5 separate regions of the Mus musculus genome follow, and all the other regions are linked to region 5. A link is a contact called in public Hi-C and promoter capture Hi-C data. All regions are on one chromosome and are shown on one strand. Each heading gives the region's core, a stretch centred on a gene start, on an enhancer-like site or on the middle of the called end of the contact. The rest is flanking DNA. Distances are from core to core; before and after follow the strand shown. Region 1 holds the start of Cyp2j5 (cytochrome P450, family 2, subfamily j, polypeptide 5). Region 2 has its middle 52 kb from the start of Gm27521. Region 3 holds the start of Cyp2j9 (cytochrome P450, family 2, subfamily j, polypeptide 9). Region 4 has its middle 20 kb from the start of Gm34053. Region 5 holds the start of 0610025J13Rik (a long non-coding RNA gene).

The links. Promoter capture Hi-C pulls out the DNA fragments that hold promoters and counts their contacts. A called contact is a pair of places that touch in the nucleus more often than the background predicts.
Region 1: a promoter capture Hi-C map of liver shows a contact between it and region 5, with 2.3 times the contacts expected there. The contact joins the promoter of Cyp2j5 here to the promoter of 0610025J13Rik in region 5. A contact is called at or near these places in 3 of 39 promoter capture datasets (liver, maxillary cranial neural crest and pre-B cells).
Region 2: a promoter capture Hi-C map of hippocampal neurons shows a contact between it and region 5, with 10 times the contacts expected there. The contact joins the enhancer-like site here to the promoter of 0610025J13Rik in region 5. A contact is called at or near these places in 7 of 39 promoter capture datasets (the C10 cell line, cranial neural crest, frontonasal cranial neural crest and 4 more) and 1 of 115 datasets of contacts at active chromatin or transcription factors (embryonic forebrain).
Region 3: a promoter capture Hi-C map of hippocampal neurons shows a contact between it and region 5, with 4 times the contacts expected there. The contact joins the promoter of Cyp2j9 here to the promoter of 0610025J13Rik in region 5. A contact is called at or near these places in 5 of 39 promoter capture datasets (cranial neural crest, hippocampal neurons, liver and 1 more).
Region 4: a Hi-C map of uterus shows a contact between it and region 5, with 3 times the contacts expected there. The contact joins the enhancer-like site here to the promoter of 0610025J13Rik in region 5. A contact is called at or near these places in 8 of 39 promoter capture datasets (cranial neural crest, frontonasal cranial neural crest, hippocampal neurons and 5 more), 1 of 15 datasets of contacts at CTCF or cohesin (large pre-B cells), 6 of 484 Hi-C or Micro-C datasets (cardiomyocytes, cerebral cortex, palatal mesenchyme and 2 more) and 2 of 115 datasets of contacts at active chromatin or transcription factors (astrocytes and stem cell-derived neural progenitor cells).

The regions. Positions count from the first base shown.
Region 1 is chr4:96,662,859-96,665,558 of GRCm38.p6, forward strand. Cyp2j5 (cytochrome P450, family 2, subfamily j, polypeptide 5) reads right to left here and starts at 1,261. Exons shown (of 9, transcript NM_010007.4): 1 at 943-1,261; 2 at 254-416. The coding sequence starts at 1,152.
Region 2 is chr4:96,967,847-96,970,546 of GRCm38.p6, forward strand. No RefSeq gene overlaps it. Among named protein-coding and RNA genes, the nearest start is that of Gm27521, 52 kb to the left of the region's middle. Within about 2 kb of position 1,410, at least 37 of the 459 cell types and tissues checked have an H3K27ac peak or open chromatin away from gene starts, as enhancers often do. A contact at or near this core is called in embryonic forebrain, hippocampal neurons and second pharyngeal arch cranial neural crest, where this site is marked.
Region 3 is chr4:96,590,146-96,592,845 of GRCm38.p6, forward strand. It overlaps Cyp2j9 (cytochrome P450, family 2, subfamily j, polypeptide 9), which reads right to left and starts at 1,340. Exons shown (of 9, transcript NM_028979.2): 1 at 991-1,340. The coding sequence starts at 1,200.
Region 4 is chr4:96,805,550-96,808,249 of GRCm38.p6, forward strand. No RefSeq gene overlaps it. Among named protein-coding and RNA genes, the nearest start is that of Gm34053, 20 kb to the left of the region's middle. Within about 2 kb of position 1,407, at least 3 of the 459 cell types and tissues checked have an H3K27ac peak or open chromatin away from gene starts, as enhancers often do. A contact at or near this core is called in uterus, where this site is marked.
Region 5 is chr4:98,319,924-98,322,623 of GRCm38.p6, forward strand. It overlaps 0610025J13Rik (a long non-coding RNA gene), which reads left to right and starts at 1,433. Exons shown (of 3, transcript XR_376450.3): 1 at 1,433-1,584; 2 at 2,386-2,700.

The sequences.
Region 1 (2,700 bases), core at 11-2,510, 1.7 Mb before region 5:
CTCTTCCTCTTCCTCTTCCTCTGTATCCTCTCCCTCTTCCATTTTCTCCTTCTTCTCTCCCCCACCTTCTGCTCCACTTTCCCTTTTATCTGCCCAATCATCAGCTCCCCTTTATTTTACAAATTAAGGTGGGAAGCAGGTTTACAGGAAATCACCTGAGTGCTGACTCATTCTTTGTTCGAAACCACTCACAGGAGAATAGAATTACCATCAAATATAATTAGCCCCAAGGCTATCCACGACAGAAACTTACCATTTTTACCTGTGATTCGTTCTCTAACCGGTGTCATAAAGCGATTCACAAAATTTTGGTCCAGGTGGGTAAACATTTCTTTGATTAAAGGCAGTCCTGATACAACCACCACTGGTGATTGGCCCAACTCCAGACTAAATACATTCCCATATTTCTTCACAAACTGTAAAATATTTCAATAGTCAGAGTTAAGTGTGTGAATGTCTGAGGATCTAATATAATAATGTCAGGCATGTGTGTTAGTGGACTTATAGTGAAGTTCTATATGTTTTTGTGAGAACATGAAAATTATTCTGTGGAGAGCTCACATCCCCCATTCAAGTAAGTAAATAAACATAGAAAAAGATGTAAACTTAAAGTGAGTCCTTTTGACCTAAGTTCTTTAAGAAACAATAGACCAAATAAAATATACAAGATTAGATAAACAAACAAAAACTCTACTACTCCAGAGCAGTGGAACAGGTTTACAAAACAGGTACTACTTTCATGGTGCCAACATTTTAAAAGGAAAAATAATGGAGTCTATTGACTGGAGGAGACAGAAGTTGTAGTGAGTTTAGCAGATGCACAGAACAAGCTTTAGAGTCCTGTAGCCCTGTCCTCCTGTCTGGGCTGTTGGGAATATTACCAACCCTGCAATTTTGGATTAGTGTCATGATACAGACAAGACACTCTCAGCCCCATCTTACCTGCTGAAGCACCAAGTGGGTTTGCTTAGTGTCTATTTGAAAGAAGTTGCCCACAAAGGGCAGACGCCATGGCCCTGGTGGGTAGTTTTTGGGGTGACGGCTTCTGAGGATGTTAATCAGGAACAGGAAAGTGACAACAGCCAGTACCAGAGTCTTGAGATGGAGTGCTTCCCAGAAGGTGGTCACCAGGGAGCTCAAAAACATAATCATATTTGGGATCCTTGCACACTCCTCTGTAGAAAAGAAAATGGGGAACAGTAGGCTCTCTATGACAGGGTTACAGTGGACATTCTCACCCCTTCCTGCCCCTTGATGATCTTCCAAGTACAAGCCCTGCTGTGGCTTGGATTACCCACTGTTGGGTGAAGCAGCCTGGTTATTTATTTCTAGAAATCGTCAATATCGGGTGGGAATAGACCACACTGAGGGAAATTGCTTACTTATAAAGAACTGTTTTGGATGACAGGGAGATTCCTAGGTTTATGATTTTCATACTCAGACCCCAGTCTTTGACCTGCTGTTTTCCAGTCAGCATTTTACCCAGTGACCATAACCTGCCTGGTAAACAGACATTTCTGCTGATTTTTTCAGGGCACTCATCTCTTTACATACGCTCTGTACATTTTAGGATCATGAAGTTGGTATAAGTTATTCAGGGGATGGTCTTTTACTAAGTAAATTATTTCCTTTGGCAGTTCTTCATATATAAATTTTACATTATGACTTACTCTCACTCTGCCACTCTTCTCTTTCTCTCTGACCCCATCAACATTCTCTTTTCTTTTTATGTTTTGGGGGTTTTTCATTTTGTTTTGTTTTTCTTTTCTTTTTCTATGTTCATGGCGTACCATTTTGTTTGTTACCCACTGAGTTTAATCAGAGTTTCCTGTGGGAACAGAAGTATGTAAATATTCAACAGAACATAGTGGGACCACCAATGAGCTCACATCTGAAGGTAATGATGTTCTCATTTCCCAGCATCCATCAGTAGGCAATATTTAATTAGGGAGAGATAAGGCCCCTTCAGCCCTTCTCCTATCCATGACTGGGCATTGTTAGGTATAGTCCTATGCAGTCCCAGTGCACCAGGCAAACACAGATACTATGAGTTTATAATTACTATGGACAATACATGTTCAGAACATAGCATTTTGAAATTCTCATGCAGTCTTCCAACTCTATTAAGATTTTCTGTCCATTTAATAATAGTCTCTTAGCTTTAGATGGAATAGTATAAAGATCCCATTTAGATTTTAGCACCCAAATGACCTATACTCTCAGGAACTTGAGCAGTTAAAAGTGCCTGTATCCACTGTTACTCATTAACTGAGAGTACCTTTCCTTTGTGGGTATAAATATAGATTTTTACAAGGCAGTTTGGTGCCAAATTAATACAGCTAAAGTACAGCAGTCAATTCATGCCTAGGACCTATGACCTACATGACATTGGGTTTTGTCAGGTTTATAGTACAAAGTAGCATAAGCAGGAGATGAACTTGATAGCATTGGCTCACATTGAGGGAACACCGGTTAAACATTATTATGTGTCACCCAGCACTGACACTGACAAATATGGCTGTTTATGGAAGTATTTTAAAGATAACACAGGATCTTACTAAGCTCCTAGCACTGAATATTTTTAGGTTCTCAGATGTGTTTTAATTGAATGTCTTGTTTCTAATTACTTACTTTTTCTTTCATTCCCTCTCTCCCTTACTATTTTACACCTTTCAAAGCTTGAACCCAGGGCCTTGAGCA
Region 2 (2,700 bases), core at 160-2,659, 1.4 Mb before region 5:
AAAAACTGTAGAAGAGGATCCTCTGGGAATGAAGGAGGAAAGGTAACACTGTGCCCATCACTCAACATTCCAGCATTACTCCCAAGATGCCATTTCTGACTGACTCACCATGCACAGATCCAAGAGCACTTCAGATCTATTGTGCATACATTTCCAGAGAAGCAGCTACTGAGCCCTTCCTCAGCAGAGCTTGTTATGCAAGCAATTATGTGTAACATTAACAGCGAGATAAAGATCAGTTTGCTACAAAAAAATATATCTCAACTCAGTTGTCAGCCAGTTTAATGCAGTCACAGTCATTCTAAATGATGCCCTTAAAAGTTATGATATAATAACCTAGTTAGAATCAATTTGATAAAGTAAGAGAACCTACTTGTAGGGTAGTAATAACCTTCTTTGTCAAGCCATTTCAATAATTCTAAAAGAGCAGACAGCCCTCAACTCAATAGGCCCATATAGAAAATGGTAAGCTCTTCCCAAGGGACTGAGAAATGTGTCTGTTAAAGAATTTTGTGCAGTTATGTTCAAGGAATATTAAAGCTTAATTGATGTATTGGTGGTTTCAAGCATAAAATACTCAGTGTTTTCTAAGAACAAATGGAAAGCTCTAAACCAATGATTAGATTTATAGTTTGGACAAATCAAACATGCTCTTATATTCATCAAGGAAATATCTCTGCCTACGTATGCCCTTGGTTTGGAAGTTTCCTCCCAAAACACGAAGCAGTCATTCAATGACCCTCTGCTCACTCTGCTCACAGGAACTTCAGTGACTGCAATCTAGAGGGGAGCTACATGTCTGCAAAGTGACCTGAGACACAGGGTCTCCTCATTTGCTCATCCTCATCACTTGTACGCATCTGTCCATGTGCTATAGGGATTTAAGACTGTAACCAGGATAGGATACAGAGGCTGTGGAGTCTGAGCTCAGTGCAGTAGAGAAGCAGCTGCGTTGAAACATAGGAAAAACAAAGGAAAAAAAAACGCAACATTTTTTCTTATGAATATATTTAACGTGTTAAACAGATTCTGGCAATTTCCTGATGGATCCAAAAGAAGCCTGAGCTGAGATTTTCACAGAGAGCGTTCCAGGCTCTGAATACTGTACGTCATGTATTGAATCACATCTGCTACAGAGAGGAAGCAATGAATAATTAACTCGGCCTCCACATTACCACCATAGATTACAGCGTCCTAACTGCTGGACTGCCTTGTATATATAAAGCATTTAGAAACCCCAGTTACTCTCTTTCCTTTTAAATTTGTCTTGCTATCGCTTACCACTTAAAAGAGTAAAGCTTTCTTTGGTTTTAATTAAAGCATTTAAAATAATTTACATTGAAATCATATGTGCTCGGGTCTGTCAGAATTGATGCTTTAATAACATGCCATCCCTTTCTCCATTGCCCTGAAATCTGTTAAATTACCACTAACCTAATTGGGAACAAAGTTGTCAAATGCATGCAGCTCTGACAGTTTGTCTTTCTGCAAACTGCCGACAGATTGCAAGTTACGCATGTGTTGAGCAGATGGGTAAGTTAAAAGGAACACCCCCACTCAAAAAAAAAAAGCAATTTATTAAATCACCTGGAACCAGCAGCTCAGTCCAAAAATAGTGAGAATGAAATATAGCAGGAGCTGGGAGTGCTGGCACTAGAATATACCAGAAGGTACCGGTTACAAAACAAGATAAACATTTGGAGATGCCTCAGCTGTGTTGCAGAATAATGAGGAGTTATTTAACCCGATATAGATTACCAGCCAAAATTAATTTAGGGTGCAGCTTTTTTGGAAAGCCATTTGCAAAGTGATTGCTTTAACCCTTTGTTGTCTTATTCTCATTATACAAAGACAAACAAATTTCTTCTCCCAGTCCTACAGCCAGTAATACACACACACACCTATATATTTGGGCACATGCACACTATCACACATTAAAGCATAAATTTATATTTACACATATGAGCACATTTACCAGGAAATGTTTATATATTTATATGTATGAATATATCTGATCATGTAAGTATCACATACAATCATGAAATATATATGCATATGTATCAATAGCTACCTCTTCATCTACCTGCCTACAGTCATGTACAGGAAAGAGTACCTTTTTCATGATGTTCAGCAAGCCTTAATATGCACACTCAGTTATACTGTTCCCACAATATTTTTCCTATACTCTAATGGGTATAGATCCCCAAGCAGGAGATGGAGAACCGCTTCCAAAAGCACTGGGGAGGATAATGGAGAAATGGGAGGTAATGTCCAATTGAATTCTTTAAGTAGGCTTAGTTTGCATGACAAGAGGAGAATAAGAGTTCTTTGAAGAGTTATGTGGATTAATGTCATAAGGCCAAACAAATAAAGAGGATGTTTTCTCTAGTATTTGTATTATTTGAACAGTTCAAGCCGGCATAAAATCATCAATTCAATTTTTAAGAGGGCAATAAATCAAAACTAAAGATTTATTCTGTTTCTAATATTGAATCTTGACAGGCCCATAGGCTCAGAAAATTAACGGTCTTTATGTCTCTGAAACAGAAAATACAATTAATTCAAGGATAATTCCTGCTGAAAATTTGGTCAGTCAGCAAAAAGCCCAGAGTCAAGAAAGTGGGCTAGGTCCCCAGGAGCAGGGCAGTGAGTCAGATACTATTGCTATTCTTGGCTTACTTGTTTCTCTCTTGAACATCA
Region 3 (2,700 bases), core at 90-2,589, 1.7 Mb before region 5:
TTTTGTAGTTGTTTTGCTTCCCCTGAAAAAATAGTGTTAACAAAGTCAGTCGAATGTGAGCAATGAATAACAAACACTGAGCAGCTGCTGGGAGGATGATACAAGGATATCCAGGAGATATAAGAAAAGAGCAAAGAGGAATAGAGAGGCAAGTATTTGGAAAGTGTCTAAAAAACACACAGAGAACTCAGAATTTAAAAAAAAAATGGGTGGGAGAACAGAAGGAAAAATATGGGTTTAAATCCTCAAATTAGCAATAAATAATCAGACATAGCCAATCTTCACAAATACTGGAAAGTGACAGGGATGGTCACACATGGCAGAGTATTCACTATCTAAACAGAGAAAATTACTGTAGATAAGAAATATCACGTGGGAAGAGGGTCATAGAGCAGAAAGACCTTCCAGTCCTATACAGGTACTATGTACTCATAACCATTTTTCCAGGACAAGCGGGAGAGCTACAACAACTCAGTGGGAAAACAGGCAGACTTTTAGTGGAGCTGGAAACTTCAGTGCATCTTTCTCTGGATTAGATAAAGTCAGTAGGTGAGCAGTCATCAAAGATGCAAAAGGACCAAACTAGGCTCAATAAGACAAATCAGAGAACTGATATGTACACAGGTCAAGAGGAGAACACACTTTCAAAACAAAACAAAACAAAACTGGATAGGTAGTGTAACCAACATCTGGGACATCCTATTTCTTACTCCAACATAACGTGTTTATGAGGATAAATTATTACGTCATCAAATCTACCTTGACATACTTAAAAGACTTTAAAATCAGAGACAGTAAGTTTTCTGGCCATAAAATCACTCTGGGAATCTTTCATCGACAGATATCAAGAAAATCTACAACTGTTTGTAACCTGTAAGACCTTATCTCTGGGTTAGTGGGCTGTCAGCAACAGCCTTCGGCTACATCCTCGAGTTCCTGATGGCAATATACAGTTTCAGGATGCAGCCAGGCAGTGTTGCCTCTTCCTACCTGCTGAAGGGATAGGTGGGGCTGCTTGGGGTCCAAATGGAACAAGCAACCCACGAAAGGAAGGCGCATTGGCCCTGGCGGGTAGTTCTTGGGGCGACGGTTTTTGAGGAAATCAGCCAGGAACAGAAAGGTGACAGCAGACAGCAGCAAAATCCGGAGATGGAGCGCAGCCCAAATGGCAGCCACTAGGGAGCCGGCTGCCGCAAGCATGGCTGATATCAGAGCAGGCTCTTGGAGGAATGAGAATCTGAACTGAGGCAGTTCCCCAAGGACACTGCCTGTAGTTCCCAGAATGAACCAGGCCTGTGGTTTAAACCCCCAAATCGCTACAGGGCCCCTCCAATCTGTCGCCTGCAGACTCCTCCTCCCTGCTCTATTCACTTCAGCAACTTTGGCCCGCCTTGTTTATCTGCTTCCCTAAGTCTTAACAGAGCTTTGTCTCCAGAGCTCTTTCACTTTTACCCAGTCTTCCTAAGGACCCAAACATCCCCTTGGCCCCGCCTCAAGACTCTCCGTCACGCCCCTCTCCAAGTTCCAAGTCTTAGCCTTTGGAGACTATTCCTTTGGGGGTGGGGAAGCCACTTGAGCATGTATGGACTAGCTAAGAACCTTGCTCATAAACAAAGTATTTCTCTGGTTCTAGGCTTGTGATTTGCATGCAACCCAGAGAGTATCATGTGCATCTGATCTCCCGTTTTATAAACAACCTTTCACCACTGATTGCAATTTTCTGAAACAGGAACAGTATCAGCCCATGTTTCTGGGCTGCACGCCAGGGAGCGCTCTGGCCTCTTTATAAGAGCTCACCAGCTTTGAGTGCTATTCACAGTGAATTAAGTGAATCCACAGATTCTTCACAGAAAGAACACCCTGGTCTTGATTCTCCCCTACCCCCTTTTGTAGTGTTAGAGAACTGAACACCGCAGCCCTTGACCATGCTAAGAAGCCTTTCCATCATCACTTTGCACTCTCCCTCCCTCCCTATTAACTTTTAGGGTTAGTATATAATTTAGTGAATTTGATTAACGGGCACTTTCATGTCCATGTTTTTTCACAAATATTTATGCATATATTTGGCACTTTCCACTCATTCCCTACACTACTGTTGTAGGTCCTGCTCTTCCCCAGATTATCCCCTTCTGCATTTTGGCAGTGTACCTTCCTAAAGATTTGCTCCTTTCCTTCCATGGTTCCATTTCTAGTCCCAGACCCTGACCCCATTTACTCAAACACAGTTTAATCTAGGCTAGTACCGCAGAAAACAAGCTGTCTTCGCCTTTCTGCATCTGGTTTGTTTCATTTTCCATAAAGATCTCCAGCTTGTTCTCTCTCGGCTCTTCCATGAGAATCTCCAAGCACATTTGGTCTCCAGCATGGAACTTTCCACCCTGTGCCACATATAGGAGACCCTTAAGCCACATATCAGGCTAGACATGCATAGGCACTAAACATATAGATATACAGTCTGCTTACAAACTTTTTATTGATTAAAAAAGATAAATTGAAGTTTCTAACTCTCCAAGATCTTAAGAGGGAGACAGAGGAATAAGAAGAGAAACTTAACAAAGCTTAGCTTGTTTGTATTCTTTCAATCCTCTTTTGATTTTTTTCTTTTGTTGAAAACAGATTATTTTCTCATACACTATGCCCAGATGATAATTTCTCCTTCCTCTCTTCTTCTCAGTTTCTCCCAACAGGCCCTTCCCTGTG
Region 4 (2,700 bases), core at 157-2,656, 1.5 Mb before region 5:
CTTCTAGGTTGACAGCCATCTCACCTTTATAGAAATTCTCTGTGAATCATAGTCCAGTGATCTTTTGAGTTTTAAATTATAGGAACTTAATATTTGAAGAGTTTAAGTACCCAGCACAATTTTGTGTATATAGAATCTCCTCTGTAGTCTTTACTCAAATAAATTTATGATTATGTGTTCTGGGCTTTTAACCTATCACACTGTAATTAGAATATAATTTCCTCTTTGAGCCATTATTTATAACCATCCCTATATAATCTTCATCTACATAAACTAAGATGAGTAGCATGGTTGTTTTCCTATATGTCCAGCCTTTACTACAAGAATCAAAACTACTCAGGTATGATGAGAATGCTGTATAGAAAGAGTTAATCACATACAGATCTAGGATTACCTAAAACTTTAACCAATGTGAATGTAAAACGCATCCAGAGGGAGTGTATGCGTGCTGCTGACATTGCCTTGACCATGACAAGGACCCTAGCCTAATGCCCAGACAGAAATGCCAAAGCCTTCCCTTTTGGTCCAGGTGTGGATGTTGATAATGTGTGAAGAAAATGTACACCATTATTTTCTTCCCCAAAATATTTACAACCTGAAAACTTCTCTCCTGCTGAGACTGCTCGTACTAAGACTAGCTAAATAGCTCTCCTTGATCCAGCTGTTTATCATAAACGCTGCTTCCTTGTTCATCTGTATACCCTAAATCCCGCCTCCTCATTCACCTCTACACAGTAACCCTTATATAATAAACAGCATACTGAACACCTTATATAATAAACATACTGAACACCTTATATAATAAGTATACTGAACACCTTATGTAATAAACATACTGAACACCTTATATAATAAGCATACTGAACAGCTGGGGTGCTGTGGTTTTTCCATCAGAGGGACCAGTGCACCCAACTCCAGGTTTTGTCTTTGTGTTCCTCTGTCTGTCTTTTTTTCTTTCCTCACTGCCCCAATAAACTCCGTTCCTGGGTTTGTGCTAGATGTAGTAAAGATATCTTAACAGGCATTCTTCAATATGTACAGGCCATAAAGCATCCAGAGTCTATGCAAAATAAGATGTTGCTATGCAAGCTGGAAATACAAGGGACTAATTCTATTTTTCACTTTCATTAGCAAATATGATTTCTGTCCACTCCTCACTGACATTCATAATTCTGAATTTCTCTATACTTAAACTGCTCCCTCTAAGTTTCAGCTGGTGATTTTCACAGAAATGTGTCTCCTTGAGAAGCACCCTAAAGTGATTGATTAGCTTCCCTTGCAGCATTTGCTAAGCCTGGAGAACATTAGCCATTTCCATTTCTCCCCACCCTCCCAAGTGGAGGTGGGGAGATAAGAATCCTTGCAGTTCAGGGAGGAGGAGAGGACAGATCTATGACGAAGCAGCTGGTACCAAGGCAATTGCAGCCCTTGAGAGCAGCTCACACCATGGGGTCAGGGGAGCAGCATTTTATGTTCTTTTGTAGAATAAACTGAATATTTTTATAAGAAACAAATCCTCCCTCTATGATCCTGTTCCCATTAGTAGGTCAGGGTAAGAGCAAACCAGAGCAGCTTAATTTACTTAGAAGACATTCAGTATAAATACTCTATTCCCTTGTGTAATGTTCTTGTTCTGTTACCCTTAATATGTGCAAGCAAAGATGACTTAAAGTTTTGATATGCCCAGAGACCACTCTTCTTATAACATGGTTCATCTTTTAGGCTTGATGTCAAAAGTCAGAAAGTCAACATCAACACAGCATGTATTTGCACTCCACTAAACTACTCTACAATCTGTAACTGCTAACCCCATAAGTTTGAAAGTTTACCTTAACATTTGTGGGAAGCAGATGGTTTCCATACACTGCCAACCTGTTGTTACCCAAGCATTTTCTAAGAATTGTTTTCCAACCACAGTCATAAGCATAATTAACCTTTCTGAGGATTGAATAAATAAGAAAATGATCTCTACTCTGCAAGAAAGCTAAATATGCTATTCGAGCTTGCTCAGGGCAAGCCCCAGGACAAATGTAAAACCACACACATTGCAATGACTGATCCATGTTTGGTATGGTTTCCCTGGATGCTGTTCTGTCTTCTCCCCCACTCATTATATAATGCCCCGTCTCTTTCTTTTTACGTGCTCCTATGTGCTTGCTTCTCCTGTAATCATTGGCCTGGCTTGGCTCTGTTATATTTGTTCTCAATAGAGTAGAAACCAGGCGAGATATTTTTAGGCTGTAACGGATGATTTTACATGTGCTTCATTTCACTGTCTTTGGATGCCTGTGGGTTTCCTCTTGTATCTCTGACTTGTGTTTTGACTCTTTCTTAGGTTTGGTTTCTGATCTAGTGTCTTGCTGAACTTTGTATCTTTCTCTAATTAACATTCAGCGTTTCTCTGATTTTCTTTTTAAATTTTTTCACTTTGAAGCAAGTATAGTTTAGAGTCTTTAAAAGTCAAAGTGAAAATCCCCATTCCCACCCCAGTGATAGGTAGAGATTCTGTTTTTATCTTTCCGATTTCTACTTCTTGAATAACTATACTAAAACATGCCAATAATAAAGGAGCATTGTTACAATCTATGGAGTTAGGCCATGTTTTTATCAATGTGTGTGTGTGTGTGTGTGTGTGTGTGTGTGTGTGTGTGTGTGTGCGTGTGCATCCTTGCATGTGTGTGGCCTTGTCTTTGAGACAGT
Region 5 (2,700 bases), core at 183-2,682:
CTGAGGACCAGTGAAGAGATCTGAGGGTCTCCAAGAGGTGACATGACTTGAAGACTAAATGTGGGAAGTTGGAGGAGAAGGCTCTCAAGCCCATCTCCAGGTTTCTAGCTTAAGCAAGTGAGTGAATCAAGTCTGCTGACTACAACTTGTTTCTCTAACCCTTAAGTTACATACATTAGAGCCCACGCAGATGCCTGAAACCTTCTCGGGTCGCAGGTCTTCCTTGAGTGCTGCTCCTGTGCACACGCTGGGGTACAGGAGTTTTCATCTGTGTGCTCATCAAACCTTCATTAGTAGAAGACTCTCCCTGAACTATGGAAAAGTCACGTGTGAACACAACCTTAAGTTTTTCCTTTCCACTCTGCAGACATACTTAGAGATGCCTGCCAATGGAGCAAGAACTGGAGAAAAACAAGCTGGCCCTTTGGGATCATTTAAGAACCAGGTGTGTTTCCTTATCATCACATAGAGTTTCCCGGGCATCTTTGGTGTGCAGGCTAGGAGATAAATAAAGATACATTCCTGGCCTGAGCAAAGAATATATTCTCTCAGGGGATAAAGGGGAGGAAGGGAGAGAAGGGGGAAGAGAAAGGAAAGGAGAGTGGAGATTGGGGGAAGGAGAGAGAGGAAAAGAGAGGGAGGTAGGGAGTGGAGAGGAGGGGTGGAGAAAGGGAGAGGGAGGAAGGGAGAGGGAGAGAGAGATCAGCACAGCACAGCACAGCACAGCAGGTATGTCAAGCAACTTTGTCCCATTTAACTTAAGGCAGGATTACTGACTACAGAGGTACCCAAGCACAGGCACAGCCATGAAAGACTGGAGAGGGTGTGTTTGAAAGACGTCTTTAAAGAGACCAAACGTTTGCTAATCAGAGAAGAGGAGGAGGAGGAATTCTAAGAGCGGGCAACAGCCCTGGGAAAAGCAGAGAGGTAGCTGGGTACTGAGGGTCAAGCCCCCAGGGAAGAGCAGAAGGTCCTGAATCCAGGCTGGGAACGAAAATGTGACTTCCGGTTCTCTTCTGGAACCTGTTAAACTCTTACCAGTGTGCAGAGGATACTCAACACCTGCCCTAGAAAGTTCTAGTTTTGAGACTCAAATACAGATAAACAAGGGATCCCTAACTGCAACCATGGTCTCATGAGCTCTGTGTTTATCTCCTGGGGTTGGGAGCACCTCTCTCTCCAGATCCATTGCAAGTGGGCACTTGACCACTCCTAGAACTCAGATCTTCTAGAGGGCCCAAAAGATGTGGCAATGGGTTCTTGTGGGCTGGTGAGTGCCGACAAGAGAAGGACTGTAGAATTTAATCTCAGTCGGCAAAGCAGTACCATTGCTCTGGTGTGACAGTGACCTCCACCAGAAAACAAAGAACGAAAGCGTGTGTGTGTGTGTGTGTGTGTGTGTGTGTGTGTGTGTGTGTGTGTGTGTGTACGTGTGCGTGTCCTTTAATTTTTAATAGCTATTCAGACAGTCCTTGGAGAGGGAATTGGCAGGTTCAGCGGGAGGCTACTCCCCCACCTGTCTCCAGGCACTGCAGACACAGCTGCTGCGGAAGGAGACAGTCAAAGCTTCCAAGGAAAGAAATGGTGCGGAGAGCTGGGGGTGGGAGGAGGGCGCCTTTCACACAAGCCCACTGGGGACTGGGCCTGTCTAGCAACTGCAAAAACAAGCCAAGAGGACACAGTCGGGCTCTATACAACTTCATGTTAAGTAAAATCCATTCAAGAGCCAGCTCAAGAGCCGCTTCAAAATCATTGGGGTTTTTTTTGTTTTGGTTTGGTTTTTGTTTTTTAATGGGAGAGCAAGGTAACCAGAGCTTTGGTGAGGCCATGGTCAGGTTTTGCTGCTTGAATCAAGAGGAGCCCTGAGGATTTACGCGCTGTCCTAAGACTTGAAACCGAGTACACAAGACACAAAACTTCCCCGTACAGTGCCTAGCAATGTCTTTATCTGTACTCCCCTAGGCTGAAAGGACACACAAGGTTGGGTTAAAGTTCAACTCCCAAAGAAAAGGAGGAAGGGGGGTTGGGGGGAGGACAGAACGAGAGAAACAGCGGAGTCTAAGAGACGGGGAGGAGGAAAGACTGGGGTGGGGACGACAGAGAGAATAGCAGCCCGGGCCAGATTTCAACTGTCCTGATGCAAATGTTAGCAATTCTACGGTGGCCGGGGGCTCGCTGCTCCCCCAAAGTAAAGCAGCAATTAGAAAAGGGGAAGAGGCCGTTTTAGAAGATGAAAACTAAAGCAAGGAGGTATTTTTGGTATCGTTTTAATCACAAAATAGCATGAATGTGGTCTGTGCCTGCGTGCTACACAAACGTCGATTTCAATACAACTGAACGCTAGTTTGAAAATTTCCATTTTTGTAATTTGCTTCCCTTTGTTAGGCCAAGATTTGAGAGAAACCTGGCAGCGTCCCCAAGCCTGGCACGGGATCGCCTCAGACGCACTCGGCTGCTCCGGAGGCGGAGCGCGAAGCATCGGACCCGGCGGGCGGAGCCAAGCCAGCGGGGCGCAGCGCAACGCCTTCCGCCAGGGCGTCTGCCGCCACCTACCGGCGACCAGGCAAGCGTCAGTGCGACCCCAAAGCAAGCTGCTGTGAGCTGGCTGGACCTGGTCCCAGCCACTAGCAACAGCATTTCCAACAAAGGCCACCCGTCTTAGCCTACCCAGCTCAGAAACTCCTGTCTAAGTGCTCTGCC